Regions from separate parts of the Mus musculus genome. Here region 1 is linked to region 2. A link is a contact called in public promoter capture Hi-C data. All regions are on one chromosome and are shown on one strand. The core of a region is the stretch at or near the end of the contact, and the rest is flanking DNA. Distances in the headings are between cores, read along the strand shown.

Region 1 (4,893 bases), core at 793-3,292, 2.5 Mb after region 2:
AATGCCATGCCCTGAGATGAAGGTCAGGGCATTGTGACATAGCAGTAGACATCTGTGTAAGAGCCACTGAAGTAAGAGCTCTGGCAAGCTAATGATTAAGATGGTCAGTACATGTGATATGCTGAGCCAAGGGTGATGTGCACCCCAGGGAGGACAGAAGAGGACAGCCTATGATCTCGTCAGGCTACCCAGAGCACCGTGCAATGGGAAACTTACAGAGTGTTTTGTTTTTAATGCCTGGGATTTTTCACAGTAATTTGAGTGAGTAACTAAAGCCACAGATCTCAGATAAAGCAAGATCTCAGATAAGCGATGAGGCTGTAACAAAGATGTAAAGGAAAACAGTCTTGCATAAGTTGCCAAGTTCACACCAGTCCAAGTGGGGGTAGGAAAAGGGCGCCTTACTCCTATGGCTGACAGTCGCAAAGCTCAACCACGGCTCCAGACATCAAATAGTGAAAATCAAGGGTGAAGCTGGCTCAGAGCGGGAAGCCCAAGTTTATAGGAAACATTCCTAGACACTTCTGATCTATCTCAGGATGCAAACTTTTATGCTGTTGTTGCTGCTGCTGCTGCTGCCGCTGCCGCTGCCGCCGACGCCGACGCCGCCGCCGCCGCCGCCGCTGCTGTTATCGTTTCCTGTGGTTGGCAAAGCATTTAGACTTTACTGGAAGCAGAGAAGACTTTGCTTTATGTAGGACAGACACCCTTGATCAGCCCAAAGCATAGCCTTTCAGACTGCTTTTTCCCCTCCCACCCTGTGACTCCTGTGGTTCTGTCTGCAGATTCTCATAGAACGTGAAATCAGGGAAAATGTAGTCAGCTCCAGGGCACAGAACCCAATGCTGGTGAGAATCTAGAACAAAATGTTTAGTGAGTGACTAGAGAGTGTTTAAAAACTAAGACAGTTAGCATTCATTATATTTATGCCACAGGAAGCACACAGAGTATGCACACAGAGTCACCACATTTCACCCTTACAAGGCTCCACCACATGCCCTGGTCTTGTCAGTGTCAGAAGAGTCTTGAACCTAGACTCCACACTCTGAGCCAGCCCGCTACGCTCCTTTCTACAGAATCTGAGAGCAGGAAGGACAAGCTATGCTAATCTTAATAAGTCTTTACATGGAAAATCCAAACTGGCAGATCTGAGGAACAGGACATCTGGCTTCAGCAAAAAAATAATAAAATAAAATATAAATAAATAAATAAATAAATAAATAATTAAAATTATGGGATGGTAGGATTCAATGGCTAACTAGAAGGGAAACCTTGAAAGAGTGTGTGGGGCACAACTATGAGAGCTGAAATTCCAATGCAGAGCTTGGAGCACACTGACTTCTCCATGACACTTCTGTGAGCCTTGTGATTTCTCCACATGGGAATCCAAGCAACAGAATGTTCCTTCACACCCGTGCCGTTTGTTACACCCAGTCCTGTCTCCTTAGTCAGCTGGGGACTGTTGAAGCCTGCTTCCCCAACATAGCTGTAGCCATTTTGTTCCAGGCCTGCCAGTCAGTCCATACTGCTGTTGTAATCTGCCTGCCAGGTATTTCATATTGTTGCTGTAATACTGACATAGAAAAATAGCTTGATTCAGAGCAGGGTCAAGCTGACCGCATACCCTATGTTCCACAACCATAACCTCACTCAGGACCAATCAAAAGAGAGGTCAGTTTGAACTGTTATGTCCTAACTATTAAAAAACAAACAAACAAACTCTTGGAAAAAGGCCAACCACCCAGCAGCCATCCCTGTACGGGTTGAGAGTTCATTATGGTTTTTCCATATAAGCTGGCCCTGGGAAATATTCATGGTCCAATCTTAGCTCCCAAGGCTAAGCTATGACCCTGATCGATCAGTCTTGGGGAGTGCATTCAATAAACCAGCCTTGTTTAACTGAAACTGGAGTCTGAGTAGTTTATGTGGCAATTCCTGAACCCCAACAGAGACCACGTGAAAACTTTTGTCCAGAGAGCAGCAGAAAGTCACTGGATGCGCCAGAGCTAGAAGCTGTTCCCTGGAACCAGCTCAAACCTGTCTTTGTTAGGAACTGGGTACAATCGGGGCCATGTGAGTTTCTTAGCCTCACCTGCCCCAAACAGTGGCTTAGCAACAAACCACAGATCAAGGCAGGGAGGGAGGGGGAAGTGGAGATAAGATAGTTTATCACACAGATAAGAGAGGGAAACTCCAGCTTGCCTCAACCAGTCTTTCAGGAGCTGAAAAGCCACAAACCCTTTGAAGCTTTGCTTCCAGACAAAAGGATTTGTCAGGAATGTTCCCTAAGTACAAGAGTGTTGGCCTAAGATTGCCTCGGTACTTTGAGTTTAAGATTTTTGTTTGGTTCTGTTGTTGTTGTTGTTGTTGTTGCTGCTGCTGCTGCTGCTGTTTGGGTTTGTTTTGGTTTGGTTTGGTTTTGGTTTTGGTTTTGGTTTGCAAGTTTAAAATCAGCTCAGAAAACTGAAAACTAGATCTTAAAAGTAACAAACCACCATGCCTCAATCCAACCTCGAGCAGCCAAGTTCAGCCCATCACAGGCTGCCAATGAGTCCAAAGCTGAGCTGCCATATGGGTTCTTCCTAACTCCACTCCTGTGTGTATGGGAGGAGGGGTACGGTAAAGACACTGCCTGAATAAAAAACAAGAAATGAAAAAGGGCATGACTGTTCCTAGGCATATTAGATGGGAAGGTTTATTATAGATAGGAGACACAACAAAACTAGAGGCAGACATATCTGTGAACATCCAGAATGAACAGGACCCTGAGCCAAGTCATGTGAGGAGAAGGGGGAGGAGAGAAGAGAGCCAAATCAAGAGACCTGGAGGGTAAAGGTCAAGTAACCAAAATGGCTGAATTATATAGGGAAGAGCAGCCCAGCCCCTGGGCTACAGAAGTTTAGGGTAGGGGACAGGCTATGACATCCATACCCTATAACAGGTAGGGACTGAAGAACGCTGGGAGAACCTGATTGTCCTTTGATGTGTTCAATAGATACCTCAGTTGGCCATTTGTCCTAGGTTTCAAGCCTGTAGTGGTTTGAATGAAAATGGATCCCATAGGCTCCTAGAGAAGAGCACTAACTAGAGGGTGTGCCTTGTTGGAGTAGGTATGGCCTAAAGGAAGTGTGTCACTGGGGTGGGCTTTGAGATTTCAGATGCTCAAACCAGGCCGTGTCACTCTCTCTTCCTGTTATCTGTGGATCCTGATGTAGAACTCTCGGCTCCTTCTCCAGCACCATGTCTGCCTGCATGCTGCCATGCTTCTCACCATGGTGAAAATGGACTGTACTGGCTAGTTTTGTGTCAACTTGACACAGGCTGGAGTTATCACAGAGAAAGGAGCTTCAGTTGGGGAAATACGTCCATGAGATCCAGCTGTAAGGCATTTTCTCAATTAGTGATCAAGGGAGGAGATCCCCTTGTGGGTGGTGCCATCTCTGGGCTGGTAGTCTTGGTTCTATAAGAGAGCAGGCTGAGCAAGCCAGGGGAAGCAAGCCAGTAAGTAACATCCCTCATGGCCTCTGCATCAGCTCCTGCTTCCTGACCTGCTTGAGTTCCAGTCCTGACTTCCTTGGTGATTAACAGCAATGTGGAAAGTGTAAGCTGAATAAACCCTTTCCTCCCCAGCTTGCTTCTTGGTCATGATGTTTGTGCAGGAATAGAAACCCTGACTAAGACAAATTGGTACCAGCATAGTGGGGTATTCCTTTGACAACCTGACCATGTTTTGGGGAGGACTGTGGAAGGACTTTGGAACTTCAGGCTAGAAGATCCATTCAGTGTTAAGAGCTCTGTGGGATGTTGTGTGGGAGCTTGGAAGATAATGTTGAGAACAGTGCAGAAGATGGAGTCTTGGCTTGTGAAATTTCAGAGGGAAGATTAAAGACTCTTATCGGGGCCATTGCTAATTTGATTGTGAAGATTTTGTTTCTGGTTAGCTGTGGCTGAAGAATAAGTTGTGATTAACAAGACACCAGAACTACTAAAGTGAAACCTTTGCATTGCTGAGACTATTGATGCTGGTTAGCTGGAACTAAGAAATTAGCAGTGATTAAGAAGAGACCAGCATGGTTGAGGTGACATCTTCTAGGAAGTGTTTTCTGAAAGCACAAAGAGGCTGTGTTCCAGAGATAGCCAAAGTTGTATCTCATGCAGCAGCAGGACTTGGTAATGTATAAGAGTCACCCAGGTGGTACTGGTTTTGAAGGCATGAAGGGGTCGTGCAGAGCAGCTGAGGCTCAGCACTGTGAGCGGCCATGGAAGGCCATTGGTGAAGGTGCAGCCTCAGTTACAATTGATGGCCCAGGACTGAAGGGGTCATGTAGTGTTTTGGAGATGACAGGACCATGAATGACCACCAAGAACAGCAGCAGCAGTGGAGTACTGCTGGAGTGGAGCATCTGGAGCCTAGAGGAAAAGCTGTGTGCTACAAAGGACAGGGCTGGAGAAGTGACCCAAGCCCTTGGAGGAGCCCAGAAGACAGTGAGTTGGATCCCAGACATTGGACAGTTGGAGTTTAATTTTTGCTTTTGATTGTGACTGTGTCCTGACATTTTTCCCTCTTGAAGGAAGAAAATATTTTAGTGGATTCCAGTTAAGAGACTTTTAATTGTAAAAACACTTTGGATTTTAAAAGATATTGGATATTTTAAAAGGATTGAATTTTTTGTTTGTTTGTTTTTTGTTTTTTGTTTTCCGAGACAAGGTTTCTCTGTATGCCCTGGCTGTCCGGGAACTCACTTTGTAGACCAGGCTGGCTTCAAACTCAGAAATCCACCTGCCTCTGCCTCCCGAGTGCTGGGATTAAAGGCGTGCACCGCCACGCCCTGCAGATTGAACTTTTAATATGTAAAGACTGTGGGACTTTTAAAGTTGTTTAGATCTTGGGGA
Region 2 (4,639 bases), core at 199-2,698:
ATCCATAGATTATATATCTAAAGTTCTGTGTGTGCCCATGTAAGTCTGTGTATGTCATCTGTAGTGTATTTGTGAAGTGTGTGTGTATGTGTGTGTATGTATATTATGCATTGCTTAAGTGTATATCTGTTCTTGTGTGTCCATATGTGCAAGTGGTACATGTGTGGTGTTGGTGTGTCTGTGTTGTGTGTGTTTGATATCTCTCAGTGTATATGCATATAGAAAGCTGAGTTTCTGGATGCTTTATTTGTTGACTTGTGAGGCTGAACTCTAGTGTCTGAAGTTAATATAAACTTAAACAGAATAAAAACTTTGTTCTGTAATTAGAATTGGTGGCTTTGCATTTTACATAAGGTTCTTGGAAGCATTAATGTATTGAATATACTATGAAAATTCGTCATGATTTTTAGCATGAAAGGTATACTACTACCAGGCATGGTGGCACATGCCTTTAACCCCAGCACTTGGGAGACAGAGACAGGTAGATCTCTGAGTTTTGAGGCCAGACTGGAACAGAGTGAGTTCCAGAATAGCCATGAATACACAGAAAAACCTTGTCTTGAAAAACTTAAAAAAAACAACAACGTGTATTAGTATTGTGTGTATGTGATGAATATGTGTGGATAAAGACCCACTGTGTGATGCAGAAGTTAAGAGAAGTTCTTCATTCTTGAACACCTTTTAAGATGGCTTGAAGCACTGGAGTATAATTTTGAGTCTACTCTACTAGCTCTGTGACCTCTTTAACCCCTTAGAGTTTTTATGAAGACTGAATGGGGCAGTGAACTTAGTGCCTAAAATGGCTGATGACAGTTTTTAGGTTTTTTTGTTTGTTTGTTTATTTGTTTTGTTTTGTTTTTTAGTTTTTTTGAGATAACATTTCTCTCTGTAGCCCTGGCTGTCCTGGAATTTACTTTGTAGTCTGGCCTCAAACTCAGAGGTCTGCTTGCTTCTGCCTTTCAGGTACTGGGATTAAAGGTGCATGCCACCACCACAGGCCTAATATTTGTTATTTAAACGTGCCATTTTGCTCAACTTGTTAGAGTAAAACCAATCAAATCCTCATTTAACCCTTTTAAAGCTACAGACTCTATTTCTCTCTTTCCGGAAGCACTTGTACGGAACCTCTGAGAGTCTATCTTCTCTAGCTACACTCTCAGATCTTCTTCTCTTGATGCATTGGTAGCTTTGGCTGGAGCAGCTTCTAGAGCCTCCAGAGCTTCCAGAGACACTGAGCTGCGTCTGGAGGAAAGCCTCAGGAGCCTCAGACTAGCTGATCTTTAGGAAGCTGAGAATCCTGCTGGGCCCAGGGGTCTTACCTCAGAGCTGTGTCTTCATGCCAAGTAGTCTGAGATGCCACAGTGTCCAACAGTCTTCTCTCTGGGGGAAGGGGCAGCAACTGGAGATTCTGCCTTTATTTTGTTCCTCTCATCCCTTTCTGGTGGATGCTGCTCTTTAGTCTTGCCTTTGACAAGTTCACAGAGTCTTTCAACTCCTCCGGTTTCTTTTCTGTAGAACATACTGCTGTGGAGGTGGAGTCCAAGACAGAAGTACTTCTCCAAACCATTTCTCGATTTCAAAATGAGAGTCAAAAAATTCTGTGAACAATCATTTCAGTTAAGGTTAATAGGATAATGTCAGGTGTTAAGACACTGGTTTCAATTCCATCCTCAGGTCTGTTCATCCCACCAGGCAGGTTTGATTTTGGAGATTTCATTGGCTTATGGGCCATCAACGGTAGATACACAGCAAGACGGTAGGCACGAGCCCTGGGTGTTATAGAATCTGGAACTTAACTATCTGATCTCGCTGGAAAGAAAATTGTTAAAGAGAAAAACTTAAACTCTGGTTCTCACACTAAGCAGAATGAAGGTGACAGGTCAAAGACTGTCGTCGTTCAGTCTGGAAAGAGGAAGAGTGGTAGACAGAATGGTTGCATCTGGACAGTTGTTGGGGGACAGAGCCGAGTCATTATCTTACAGCACGACGGACTCTGTGAACCATTCATTGCTGGTTCACTCCTCTCTCTAGTCCCCCTCCCCCATTTCAGATCCACCTCAGTGCCAGCCTCATGGTCCTTTCTTCTTCCTCTCATCACTGCCAGAGTAGAAAATGCATCAGAAACAGTGTATCTTCAGTGGTGAAAGCTTGGGAGTAAGAGCCACCGTCTATTCTGTCTACTCAGAACTTAATGCTTTCACAGCTAGACTACAGACTTATTTGAAATTGGCTTAAATCTTAGATCTTAATTCATTCCTGTCTGTGACCTTCAACTGAGCTACAGATCTTCTTGGTAGGCTAAGGATGACGTTCAAACTTATTACTACATTTTAGAAAGGACTTCCTCTGGAGGCTTTTGGGTTCATGTATAGATCCATATGTAACGGGGAATTACCGGGTCCAAACCTGCTTGTTCTGAACATTAGTAGACTAAGTCCCAGAGGGGTTAAGCAAATCATGATAGGTTTTTCATTAAACTCCCTTTCCACAGATGAAGGAGTTGAGACCCTTGAAACTCTCTGAGAGCCCATCCTAGATTCTGTTAACAGTTAATAAAGAAGCTGGGGTGAAAATAATGTGCACTAAAAATTCCAATGCACAGCTTGTGGGAATGATAGTGACTGTATAATACAGGGCAGAGGGAGCTGCCACACCCCGTGTAGAAATCCCAATGGTGCCTCTATCTCTATTATAGGGCTATCTGTATCTCTCTGCACATTATCAGAGTCTCAGCCTCTTCATATGTTAACATAAAAAAAAAGAACAGGAATGAGTTGTTTTTGTTGTTGTTTTTTGATTACCCTTGTGGGGATAAAGTGAAATACGTCTAAAAGGCTCAGTACAATGGCAGGCACAGGGCAAGTATTGAATGAATAACAGTTGAGTTGGTACTGGCATTATGTAAGTTGCAACAGAATGCACACTTACAAGTCCACTGGGCTGGAGCAAATGTATCCGAATGCCATAATTCAAGAAATATTTATGAATACTCTAGCCTGCCAGACAGTGTGCAAACTGAGACAAACAAGATAAATAATTCAAAGTAGTTGCCCGAAATGTTTACAGTTGTTGAAGATGCTACCTGAACTGAGTAGTTGAGGGATGTTGGAGAGAGATGTTCCAGGCCTTAGACACAATAGGTATTCAGGCTCCTCAGCAACATCGTCCGTTTCTTCATTTCTTAATCTTTTAAAAATTATATTTTTTATATGCGTGGACGTTTTGCTGTCGTGTATGCCTGTGCACCACATGTGTGCCTGGTGACCTAAGAGGACAGAAGAGGGTGTGAGAGTCCCTGGAACCAGTGTTGTAGATGGTGGTGAGCTACTATGTGGGTGCTGGGAATTGGACCAGTGTCCTCTGCAGGGCAGCCAGGGCCCTTGGCTGAGAGCCCTTGGCTTTTCATTTCTATATGGTTCATACTGTGGTTGGAGCCAAGGACACAGATCAGTTTCTTGACTTGAAATCACCTGACTTAATTAAAAGTGAAAGACAAATGAACAGTCATATCCCCAACGAAGCCATAGAAGGGAAGTCATTTCTTCAAGTGGTCTGTGTGTTTTCTACAGTGTTTGCGTCATCTGGTTTAATAATTAACTAGAGGGAAACAGCAAATTCTTGAAGAGAGTGTGGAAGATGTCGATTTTAGGTTTTCTAGTGATGAGAAGAAAAATTAAACACTCTCCCATTTTCTCTTATTTGTAGATTTTGTCATTTACACAGTGAGTGTCTTCATTGGTCAGGCAGCACAGGAAAGAGCTTTGAGAAAGTATTCGCCCAGCGGTTTCCAGCCTGAAGGAAGTCATAGGTGTCTGGGAGAGACTTCCCTCCCTCCCTTTCTGCTTCCGTGTGTGCATGCACATGTGTGTGCAGGTCAGAAGTCACTGTCAGAGCATCTTTCCCAATCATTCTGTACATATATGTATTTTAAATTTTTAAAAATTTTTTAATTTTTAAATTTTTTAGACAGGCTCTCTCAGTGAACCTGGAGGTCACCAATTTGTTTAGACTGACTGGCCAGCAGACCTTAGGAACCCTCTCTTGTTTCTTCGTCTCCAACACTGAGATTACAGGCAAGTGTCACCACACTTTGTTTTGTTTTGGCTTTGTTCTGTTTGTTTGTTTGTTTTTGAGACAGGTGTCTCTGTGTAACAGAGCCCTGGCTTTCCTGGACTTGGTTTGTAGACCAGGATGGCCTTGAACTCACAGAGATCTGCCTGTCTCTGGCTCTCCAGCACTGGGATTGAAGGCCTGTGTCATCACCCCTTGCTACACTGGCTCTTTATAGTCCTGGGCATCAAACTCAGCTCCTCCTTGTACAGCAAGCATTTTACTGACCGACCCCCCCTCTCCTATTTTTCTCTCTATCATATTCATAAGCAGAGTATAATCTTGTGACCACAGGAAACCTCATCCTCTAAAATATTCTTATGAAAGTTATGACAAAATGTGGCTCATTTATTGTAGAAAAAAATGACTCATAAGTGAAGCTCTGAGAGGAGATTTCTGAGAGCTTGTGAGAAAACCCTGAGTAATCAAGACAGAGGCTGTGACTTGTGTCCCTCCATCACATGGGCTGTTCTTGGAACCTGCTTTCATGCGTCTCCCAGGTGTAATCATAGGAGAGGGTTGTGCTTTA

Evidence for each region. Promoter capture Hi-C pulls out the DNA fragments that hold promoters and counts their contacts.
Region 1: a contact with region 2 is called in a promoter capture Hi-C map of liver, with 8 times the contacts expected there. The contact joins the enhancer-like site here to the promoter of Gpr33 in region 2. A contact is called at or near these places in 2 of 39 promoter capture datasets (hippocampal neurons and liver) and 4 of 484 Hi-C or Micro-C datasets (cardiomyocytes, cerebral cortex and cortical neurons).

Annotation. Positions count from the first base shown.
Region 1 is chr12:54,566,634-54,571,526 of GRCm38.p6, forward strand. No RefSeq gene overlaps it. Among named protein-coding and RNA genes, the nearest start is that of Gm40425, 19 kb to the left of the region's middle. Within about 2 kb of position 2,043, at least 59 of the 459 cell types and tissues checked have an H3K27ac peak or open chromatin away from gene starts, as enhancers often do. A contact at or near this core is called in liver, where this site is marked.
Region 2 is chr12:52,026,615-52,031,253 of GRCm38.p6, forward strand. It overlaps Gpr33 (G protein-coupled receptor 33), which reads right to left and starts at 1,449. Exons shown (of 2, transcript NM_008159.2): 1 at 1,320-1,449.